Regions from separate parts of the Mus musculus genome. Here region 2 is linked to region 1. Evidence: chromatin contacts called from public HiChIP or PLAC-seq data. All regions are on one chromosome and are shown on one strand. The core of a region is the stretch at or near the end of the contact, and the rest is flanking DNA. Distances in the headings are between cores, read along the strand shown. Region 1 holds the start of Nt5c1a (5'-nucleotidase, cytosolic IA). Region 2 overlaps Pabpc4 (poly(A) binding protein, cytoplasmic 4).

Region 1 (5,014 bases), core at 780-3,279:
GAAACTGAGCTAACTTACATTTCCAGGACCCCAGCCCCGCTGCAGGGAGTAATCACCCCACTTCTCAACCATTCAGCCTTTAAAAAGAGAAAGTCATGGAAATCGGGAGAGAGCCACAATAGCCAGGGCTTACGGAGCTGTGACCAGAGGCAGCACCCTCGGGGCAAGGCTTCACTCACGGGGTCCTCTGTCCGTCCGTTCGTCCCCATATTCTACCTGGTGGTCACCTCAGTTGGCTCACAAAGACTTCTCTGCTCACATCCCTCTGTTTGAGGTGGAGTTTGACCACTCTGCAGGGGCTCATTTAGGTGGACGTCTAACACTTCATAACACCCACTGTCTTGCCTGAGGCTGACACCCAACCCCACATTCTAAAGAAAGGGAAATTTGACTTTCCCAGGTCATCCTTTCAAGCCAGCCACACAGATCCAAATTGCTGGGGATGGATTCCCTTTTATGTAAGCAAATCTCTCTCTCTCTCTCTCTCTCTCTCTCTCTCTCTCTCTCTCTCTCTCTCTCTCATACACACACACACACACCCCAATCCATCCAAATCTGGAAACATCTGAACTTACTTTACCAATCTTATTATTTTTTAACTTCCCCTCTCATTTACCCAAATCTACGCTACTGCTTTTCCAGTGGAGATATCTCTGTTCACTCCAGATAAAGGGTGGTACCCAAAGGCTCGGCTTACTGAGCTGGTGAGTTCACTGGGGTTACTAACATGTGTGTGGGTGAGGGTTATTTACAGGAATCTGAGCAACTCTGGAAACTGCATCACCAAAAAGCCCAGCACGGGTGCTGACTCAGGAAAACTGAAACACTGGAGTTCCCTGTGTGACCTGAGGGCAGCTACACCACCAAAGGTGCCCTTCCTCTCCCAACAGCGGGTAACTTTGATATCTGTATAACTAGGCAGGGACCCCAAATCTTTAGAATTCTCTAGGCTCCCCGAATCTTTTGAGTTTCTTGGGCCTCAGAGCCTCCCAGGAGGGAGTGTTTCGATCAGGAGGAAATAACTACAGTACAAAGTTTACTTGGTTCCTTCTAGACATGGTGGAGGCTGGACAGAGCTCCACTCTGTCCCAGGGGTCTCAGGCAAAGGAACCTCACCACCACCACCACCACCACCACCACCACCACCACCACCACCACCACCACCCGTCAGCTAAACCAATGTTTTTCAGGCATCTCCAATCCATGTCGGAGAGATGGCTCTGCCTTGAGGCAGATAATTCAGAGCTCTGCACCAGCGTGAAAAATACCCTGAAATTCCAAAATGCTAGGCTAAAATCCTTTGGGTTCTAGACTCCATTCCTCCCTTCCTTTCCTCACAACTGTAACCATCTCAAGTTCAGCGCGCGGGACTTGAAAATGCACGCCCCCTGCTGGCCAACAGGGGAGCCGACATGAATCCAGTCCCTTGGAATCACTCTTGACTGTGTCGCCCATTAGGCGAGCATAACATCGCCTTAGATTCAAGAGCCCCTTCGCCTGTGTAAGAACTGTGTCCCACACTTTCCCCTACACGCAATGAGGCTTCCTGTTCATGAACCAGGCTGTCCATCCAACACTTCCCTGGGTCCAAGGATAGACTGGAATGTGGAGAAAGGCGACGGATCACGCAGGGTCCAATGCTGGCATCTGATAGGGGTAGGAGACCTGTTAGTTTGGAGGAGCGCTTACTATTCATTTTCTGGTTTGGGCATTATCGTGTTAGGAGGGGAAAATGTTAGGCTTCCTCCTCTCTCGGTGCCCTTGAACTTCATCCCCGCAACCCCGAAGCCGCAGTACTCCACAAGCCTGGCTCCACTCGGCCTGCTCCAGAAAGCAGACTGCACCTGCTCCCCATTTGCTTCAGACCCGGGTCGGTCGAGGAATCAGAGTTCCCCTAAATGCCAAGAGGGCGGCTCGGACCTGACGGTCCCCCCCACCCCCCACCCCCGGCGGGCGGGGCAGGCTCACTCGCACTCCCTCCCGGCCCTGCCCGCCTGCCTCTCCCACCCGGGACGCGCCTCCCTCCCTCAGCCCGGTGCCGAGAGCTCCGCGTCTCCACTGCTGTCTTCTCCCGCCGGGCCGGATAGAATCCGAGTCGGAGCATGGAACCAGGGCAGCCCCGGGAGGCCCGCGAACCCGGGCCAGGGGCAGAGACCGCCGCGGTACCGCGCTGGGAGGAAGCCAAGACTTTCTATGACAACCTCTCGTCCAAGAAGAAACCCAAATCGGTAAAAGTAGGGCTTGGATTTGGGGGGACACGGGAAGGGCCATTTCTAGGGACGGGTCTCAAGCCCTTTGGAAAGGGCCTCGTGGAACCCCTCCCGAAGGTGACAAGGCTCCTCCGCCCCAGAATGTGCCCAGCAGTTGGCTGGGGCTCCAGTTTATTTTGGGAGCTCTGCTATAGTGGCAGTGCCTCCGCACCCCCTCCCCCCAATCCCGGGCTCAGGTTCTACTCCAGAATACCCCTCCCCCATGCTGTCATCAGGGGCCTATCCCCTCCGGCGCTGGCAACCTGAACGCGCGGACTGCACTTGTTGGCAGAGCTGGTCAGCAACCCGGGAGCAGCGCCCTGGGCTCCGTAACTCCTAACTCGACTCTGGGAACCCGGTTGCTCGCTGGGCTCTCAGGTCTCCTCCATCTGTGCAGTCAGTTCAGCTTCCTGGCCCAAGCCTCGGCGTTTGGGCTCTAACTGAATACCCAGACCCCGGGGGATCAGGTCACTCTCCCTGCATCTTAAAGGAACGATTACTTGCTCTAGGCTCAGGGCTTTGCTCCCAGGCTCTGGAGCTCCCAGCGCTGGGCTTTGCACCTTAGACATTGCTTCTGATCTCAGTGGTGGCATCAACCATTTGCAACTTCACACAGAGGCAAGCATTCCTCTTCCTCTGTTAGGAAAGTTCATGATACCTTAGCGTTGTTCACGCCTCTCCGCCTTAGACCCAGGAACTTGGGCAAGGGATTGAGAATAGAAAGGGACCCAAAGGCGTTACACAAGGACTTCCAGTCCGACCTTAAAGCATTCCACTGCTTCACTACAACGACTTTACCCAGGAGGCTACCCCATCCACAGTCACCTCTAGGCCTTGGCTCATCCTGGTGACAGAGATATTAAGTGTGGTCTGCCTGTCTCAGGAGTTTGGAGTGTGACCACGGAGGCTCTAGAGATGGTGGATTCTCAGGTAAAAGATCCTACATGCTGTGGGAGCACTGGGGGGGAGGGGGTGACTGCCACTGAGAAGGCTTTGGGATAATGACTTTTGAGCTGATCTTAAAGCTTCAGTGGGTGGGATCTCCTGGGAGGGTGGGAGGGGCAGAGGAGTGAGTGAAAAGCAAGAAGCTGTCTTTGAAGCTCAAGAACTTGTTCAGAATTCACACTTAGACATGCAGGATCATTGGGGAAAGTGTTACAAGGACTCAAAAGGCTCCCAGGCAAGGGACCCCTCTGACTGAGTACCTTGTGAAAGGGCCAGAACCTTATTTAACGGGGCTGAGGCTTTCACGCTGGGTTCTGTGGAACCCTGTGTCTCAAGCAGTCTTCAGACCTGTGAATCCTTTCTTTTAGAAAGAGTACTTTAAATATTTGAAAATAAAGCAGCTCTTCCCATGTTCAAGTATTTGGGGGTGCAAACTGGACTCTCTCAGAACTGTGCAGAAACATAAAAATAAATTGGCTGGATACTGAAACTTCTTGTGTCTATGGTGGCGACCTAACCCCTGCTTTCAAACATATTGTCACCTAAACTGCTGGGGTTTTCTTGTTGTTGTTTTGTTTGTATGTTTGTTTTAAGATGTATTTATTTCATGTATGTGGTTACACTGTTGCTGTCTTCAGACACACCAGAAGAGGGCGTCGGATCCCATTATAGATGGTTGTGAGCCACCATGTGGTTGCTGGGAATTGAACTCAGGACCTCCGGAAGATCAGTCAGGGCTCTTAACTACTGAGCCATCTCTCCAGTTCCCAAGGTGTTGTTTTATTGATTAGTTTTGCAACAAATGCACTCATATAGATGTATAGATATAAGAGCTGAATTGTAAAAGAGATGTATAGCAGTTATATCCTTGGTTTACACATGGCGGGGGGGGGGGGAGTTCTGCCTAAGAATTCATTTGACTAAATGGTCAACCTACCTTTAAAAATATCAGCATCATAATGGAACTGTTGCAGGATCTTTATTATTATTATTATTATTATTATTACTTATCAGGGATTAATTTGGTTCCACTTTCATTTTATGAAAATCACACTGGGCTGTTTATCGGGTGGATTGAAAAGGGCGGGTCTGGCAGCAGTCTTGCTAATGAGATAGCAAAGCTGGACAAATAATGTCTGGTCCCGGGGATGGGGAGGAGAGCCTGCTGGAAAACAGGAGAGAACCTTCATTGTTCAAAAATCCACTTCCTCCCTGAGCATCAGAGAACCAGGCCATGATCAGTCATGTCCCCCCATTGGCCTTGAACCCTGGTCTGATTAGGTGAAGTTCCCAGCTCCTGTCTTTCCTGCCATAGCCCCTCCTCCCATGGGCTATTTTGGGGGTTGTAAGCCTCATGGGCCCCATCGGGGCCTGGCCTGGCCTCATTATCATTCCCAAGAGCTTAAGTAAAATATTTAACCTAGTGAAGACCATCAGAGACCCTCATCTCTTGGGGTCAGGGGCCTTCACCCAGAGCTATCCTGTCCTCGTCTCTCCCATCCCTCCTGTGTCCTTCCAGAAATAACAGCTTCTTTGGCTACATTCCTATCTTGAGTGCAATAGACAGATTGTTGGTCTAAGTAGGAGCTCCGCAGGCAGGCCAGTGGGGCTGAGCTGCTCTCTATTCATTCTTCCACCCTCATCCCCAAGCCGTAGCGATCAGCCTAAATCCCAGAGAGCTGGCAAGATCATGGCTCCCTGCAGCTCAGTACTCCCAAGCTGAGACCCTGGTTGTTCTGACCCAATCCCTAGCCTGGAATGGACTTTCTGATTGGGGTGCACACATAACTTGGATGCTAAGAAACCTGGACAAGCACAAG
Region 2 (5,559 bases), core at 1,414-3,913, 100 kb after region 1:
TGCAAATTCAATAGGTCATTTTGTATCAGAAGGTCAATTATGAAGCACCTATAAGTTTTTCAATTATAAGAATATATTCTCTGGGTTCTGTTGTGACCCAGATGATAACTTTTTTTTTTCTATTATGGGTTCTGGTTTTTTTTTTCCCTCATCCCAGAAATTGGTTTTGATGTACCCAAGACTTAAGTTTCTCAAATAAAGGAAATAAAATCTCCATAAATATGGCTGAATTTGATGCCAGTTTTATGTTACAATCTTGGGCTTTTGCTAGAACTGTTGGGCTCTGCATATATTAAATAAATTTACTTTCCCTTTTGGTTTTTTGAGACAGGGTTTCTCTGTGTAGCCTTGGCTGTCCTGGAACTACTCATTCTGTAGACCAGGCTGGCCTCGAACTCAGAAATCTGCCTGCCTCTGCCTCCCAAGTGCTGGGATTAAAGGCGTGCTCCACCACGCCCGGCTACTTTTCTTTATTTTTAGGATGTAATTGGGCTAGCAAGCATGTGGTAATTTAAATGGGTTGGGGTGGAGCTTGCCTGGCATGTACCAAGCCCCTGGGCTCCTGGCCAGCATCTGTGATCCCAGCTGGAGTCAGAATGACCAGGAATTACAGGGCAGTAATGCCCAGTGAGTTTGGAGCCAACCCAACCCAAGCATGAAAAGAGTGAACTGTGAATTGAGTTGTCCTAGAATGCGCTCTGCATACCATGGCAGAATCTTTATACTTGAATGTAGAATGCTAACACCAGGAAAGTCCAGGATCTGTGGGGTCGCTGCAAACCCTAGGGACAGGGTAGGATTTGCTAGCCCATTGGCCAAAGCCTCCGTCCTCTTCACTGGAGTAAAGTTCGGTTGCCTCCTGCTTACGTCAGCGTGCAGTTGGCCAGTTTCTGCAGCAAGGCTTCTGCTCTGGGGAAATGCTCAGGAGTCCCATGATATCAGAGTCCCAAGTGCTGGCCACGGTCAGCTGCCTTCCTATCTTCCAGCCAAGCCTGCCTTAGGGCTATGGGTAGTTTCCCATAAGAATTGGTCTCCTTTTAAGTAACAGGTCCAAAAGCCCAAACTGTAAGGTTTTGGGGGTTTTTAAAAAGTGTCCATGTAGCCAGGCATGGTGGCACAAGCCTTTAAATCCCAGCACTCGGGAGGCAGAGGCAGGCAGATTTCTGAGTTCAAGGCCAGCCTGGTCTACAAAGTGAGTTGCAGGACAGCCAGAGCTATATAGAGAAACCCTGTCTCGGAAAAAAGTGTCCATGTGGATACTCTTGGGTCCAAAGACTGCAGGAGCTGGAATTAGAGGCAATTGAGGATTCTGACTCTGATCTCTGGAGAAACAATCTGCTCCTGAGTTTCTAGCCAGTCTTAATATTTCTGGACACATTGAGGCTTAAAACCATCTTAACTCCAGGGGTTCTCAGACCTCTGCCCCTCCTTGGGCACCTTCACTTGTGAACGTACACAGCTACAGTTATATCTTAAAGATGGGGGTTGATAGAGGAAAATCACCTGATCTTTGACCTCTGTCACTCAGAGACCACACAAGTGATCGGTAGGCTACAGGCTTGGCAGGGATGTGGCGGGTGGGGGTGCTTTTAAAAGGTTATCAGAAGGGGCTGGCGAGATGGCTCACTGACTGCTCTTCAGAAGGTCCTGAGCTCAAATCCCAGCAGCCACGTGGTGGCTCACAACCATCTGTAATGAGATCTGACGCCCTCTTCTGGTGCATCTGAAGTCAGCTACAGTGTACTTATGTATAATAAATCTTTGGGCTGGAGTGAGCAGGGACTGAGCAAGCAGGTTTGACCAGAGCAAGCAGAGGTCCTAAAAATTCAATTCCCAACCACCACATGAAGGCTCATAGCTATCTGTACAGCTGCTGTGTACTCAACATAAAATCTTTTTTTAAAAAAAGGTCATCAGAGGTTTGGTTGCATTTCTGCAAAGTAGGTTTTACTGAGCAAAAAGATTGCAGTGTTGTAGGACTGTCCTCTTGGAGCCTGCAGGGGAGGCTGTTTCTTCCCCAGCTTCTAAGGCTTATGTCATTTGCATGTGGCCCCTTAGTCTTTAAACCTGGCAGTGGGCAGGTGAGTCTCCCTGAGCCTGCCTGAGTTTGGTTGTGTTCAGTTTGCCCCAGCTCTGCATTTGGGTACTGTGCAGTACTGTACAGTGCAGTTGAGTCACTGTGACTCCCGGAAGCTTAGGACTGAGATCTGTCTTCGGGCCTTGTAGCAGCTGGTCTAACTACTGAGTTTCCCCCAGAGAACACTCGAATACTCTGACCCAGTGTTTCCTCTTGTCTCTGATCAGCATTTTCTTGCTTTGCTGACATTCAACTCTTAGGCATATAATTTCCTTCCTATACCTATGGGTAATCGGGCTTTTTGGATACACGTTTGTGTAGCTAGTACATGTACATAAGGGAATAAGATTATTTTCCACTCAGCACCAGTCGAAAGGAAACAGTAAATGCCCCATTTACTCTTAAATTCTTAAATTTAAGAATTTTAAATTTTTTACCGGATGCTTAATGACTCTTACACAAAACAGAGGAATGTAAACACAAAGACTGGCCGGAACTGGGCAATAAAACAACTGAGACAAAGTCAGCTCTATCTAAGGTCAGCTGTAGTCTTAGAAGCCAGGTGTGAGGTCTTTACACTCCTAGGGCAAGGGCTTCCACACCCAAGTCATGGTTCTAGTTAGGGAGTTCCGTTCTAGCTAACCATCTCATGAATAATGCAATACTCTAAAGCCACAGCCCAATCTACTTCCTAAACCATTGTAAATTCCTGTATATGACTTGGCTTTTATTCTAAGTGATAGTGTAGTACCAGAGGCTATTCTGAATGTCACTGAACAGGCAACATTCTTCCTGAATTCCAAGCCCATGCTCAGCTCAAGGACTTTCTAGGACGTTGGAACACTGGTGAAGGCTTAGCTATGTCAGAATTCAATCTTAAAAGGCACTTATAATAAGATAATACTAAAAGAGAGCACGTGGATCCATACACCAGACTAACTCGGGAATAGGGTATGAGTATATGGGTTAATAAGAACGCCAAAACTCCAGGAGGTGAGCTTCCGTGAAACTCTTTGCCTCATGAGCGCTTCCAGGCCTCACAGCCTGTCAAGCTGACTTGACCAGAGTGCGTCCCTTGAGGCAGTACATGGAGTGGACTCAGAAATATCTGCTGTCACTTGGTAGGGCAAAGTTATCAGGCTTCATTTTTGAGATTATTTTTCCCCCTCACAGGGTCTCACTGTTGTAACCTGAAACTTAAGATTCTCCTGCCTTAGCCGGGGGCGTGTGCCTTTAATTCCAGCACTCGGGAGGCAGAGGCAGGCGGATTTCTGAGTTTGAGGCCAGCCTGGTCTACAGAGTGAGTTCCAGGACAGCCAGGACTACACAGAGAAACCCTGTCGGAAAAAAAAAAAGAAAAAAAAAAAAAAGTGATTCTCCTGCCTCAGCCTGTCTGATGCTGAGATCACAAGGCCTACATCATTATGCTTGCCTTTCAGTCTTGTTATTAATAATAGTGAGAGCGTCTCATCCGGTAGCCGTGGCTGTATGGAACTTGTGATCCATAGGAAAGCCTGACCCTGACCCGGAAGGCGCTGCCTCCTGAGTGCTGGGATTAAAGGTGTGTGACACTGCCCATCTTATTTATTTACTTATTGTTGGTTTTTCAAGACAGGATTTCTCCGTGTAGCCTTGGCTGTCTCAGAACTCACTTTGTAGATCAGGCTGGCCTCGAACTCACAGATCCTGAGTACTAAGATTAAAAGCACTTGCTACCACTTTTTTTCTTTTTTTAAATAAAGACTACCTTCCACCTACTGTAAAACCAGGCTAGAGAGCTGACTCGGTGGTTAAGAGCACTCGTTGCATCAGAGGGCATGGATTTGATTCCCATCACCCACATGGTGGCTCACACATTCTGTCATTTCACTTCTAGGGTATCTAATACCTTCTGACCTCTGTGGGCACCAATAACACAAGTGGTAGGTAGACATACATGCAGGCAAAACAAAAACACCTGTCCGCACACTAAAGATTGAAAACCACGCCAGGAATTCTACAGTGAAATTGCTTCTGCTTCTCACCCCCTCCAGCTCATGGTAGGCCTGCCTGGTTTCTTTATGCTTTTCATCACTGGAATAAAGTCCAGGACAGGAGCGACTCAGGAGGAAGGGATCTCTGTTTCTCACCGCAGGGAAGGCATGCTCATGGTGCAGGAGCACCCGATAGGCAGAACCAGGGGCAGGCGTCACCTTCAAAGGCGACTCAGTATGGCGGAGTCCTCATAACCTAAAGATTCCCCCCACAACCATGCAAACCGTATTAACCGATCCTGGCAAATCCTTAGGTTTGGTTTTGTTCTTTTCAGATACAGATATTCTTTTTGAACTTTTGTTCTTTCGTGTAGCGGCTTCTGGAATTCAGTCAGCATCAGGTCTTGGCTTCCTTGCCCTTTCCTAGTCCATGGGTAGACTGACTATCACCGATTCACCCAGGGCCCTGTGCATGGCCTTGCAGGCAGTGGCTGTTCTAACAACGCACATTTAGAGGTATATTTAGCCAGAACTCCCCCGAGAAGCTCCTGATACCAGCTGGACATAGGATTCTAGCTGTCACCCAGTGAGTTTATCAGGCTTCCTTACAGGGCATAGGTGATGCATTACTGACATGAGGTGGCCTCAGACAGCTGCAAGAGAGAACATAACAAGAATGGATGGTTTCCCCACAGCCATAGAGGTGGAGTGTCCCCCTCCCCTCTGATAACCACTTTTCCCAAGCTCCCCAACTCCTGAGACCCTGAGTCCACAAGCCACATGCAATTAGGGCAGAATTGCATACAAATGGTGTGTGTGTGTGTGTGTGTGTGTGTGTGTGTGTGTGTGAGAGAGAGAGAGAGAGAGAGAGAGTTAATCTTCATGAGGGTGGCCTTGAAATGATCTTCCAAGTCCGCTCCAGATTGAAGGTGATTGACTCTTGCAGCTGATTTGATAATAAATCAGAGGGAGGTCATAACACATCCTACAGCAGTCTTCAGGGTAAATTCCTAGAATTAGAATTACTGGATCAAATTACTGCAAAGACACAGGCTATAGTGGTCCATGCTTTTAATCCCAGCATCTAGAGGAAGAGGCAGGTGGATCTCATTTTGAGACCAGTTTGGTCTACATAGTGAGTTCCAAGTCAGCCAGGGATACATAGACCCTATCTCAAACAAAAAGATTTATTTTTAGTTATCTGTGCTGTGTGTATACATGTTAGTGAGTGTGGGTGCCGAGGAGGCCAGAAGAGGGCGTCCGCGCCTCTGGAGCTGGGGTTACATGCTATAACTTTACTCTGCTTTTGGTACTCACTGTGTAGATTAATTGGTCCCAAACTAGCAGGAATCCTCCTGCCCCAGCCTCTCAAGTATTTTAGGTATATGTGGTGGTTTGAACAGGTTTGACCCCCAAAGACTCATGTATTTGAATGCCCATGGGGAGTGGCACTATTAGGAGCCATGGCCTTGTTAGAGTAGGTATGGCCTTGGAGGAAGTGTGTCACTG

Evidence for each region. HiChIP or PLAC-seq counts read pairs in DNA pulled down with a chosen protein or histone mark.
Region 2: a contact with region 1 is called in an H3K27ac HiChIP or PLAC-seq map of embryonic stem cells, with 5 read pairs. The contact joins the enhancer-like site here to the promoter of Nt5c1a in region 1. A contact is called at or near these places in 8 of 39 promoter capture datasets (the 3T3-L1 cell line, cranial neural crest, embryonic stem cells and 4 more), 2 of 15 datasets of contacts at CTCF or cohesin (the NIH/3T3 cell line and embryonic stem cells), 3 of 484 Hi-C or Micro-C datasets (the HL-1 cell line and embryonic stem cells), 1 of 115 datasets of contacts at active chromatin or transcription factors (embryonic stem cells) and 2 of 9 other capture datasets (adipose tissue and liver).

What each region holds. Positions count from the first base shown.
Region 1 is chr4:123,199,456-123,204,469 of GRCm38.p6, forward strand. Nt5c1a (5'-nucleotidase, cytosolic IA) reads left to right here and starts at 2,030. Exons shown (of 6, transcript NM_001085502.2): 1 at 2,030-2,228. The coding sequence starts at 2,103.
Region 2 is chr4:123,298,603-123,304,161 of GRCm38.p6, forward strand. Pabpc4 (poly(A) binding protein, cytoplasmic 4) reads left to right here. Exons shown (of 15, transcript NM_130881.3): 15 at 1-323. Among named protein-coding and RNA genes, the nearest start is that of Gm22154, 8.2 kb to the left of the region's middle. Within about 2 kb of position 2,664, at least 11 of the 459 cell types and tissues checked have an H3K27ac peak or open chromatin away from gene starts, as enhancers often do. A contact at or near this core is called in embryonic stem cells, where this site is marked.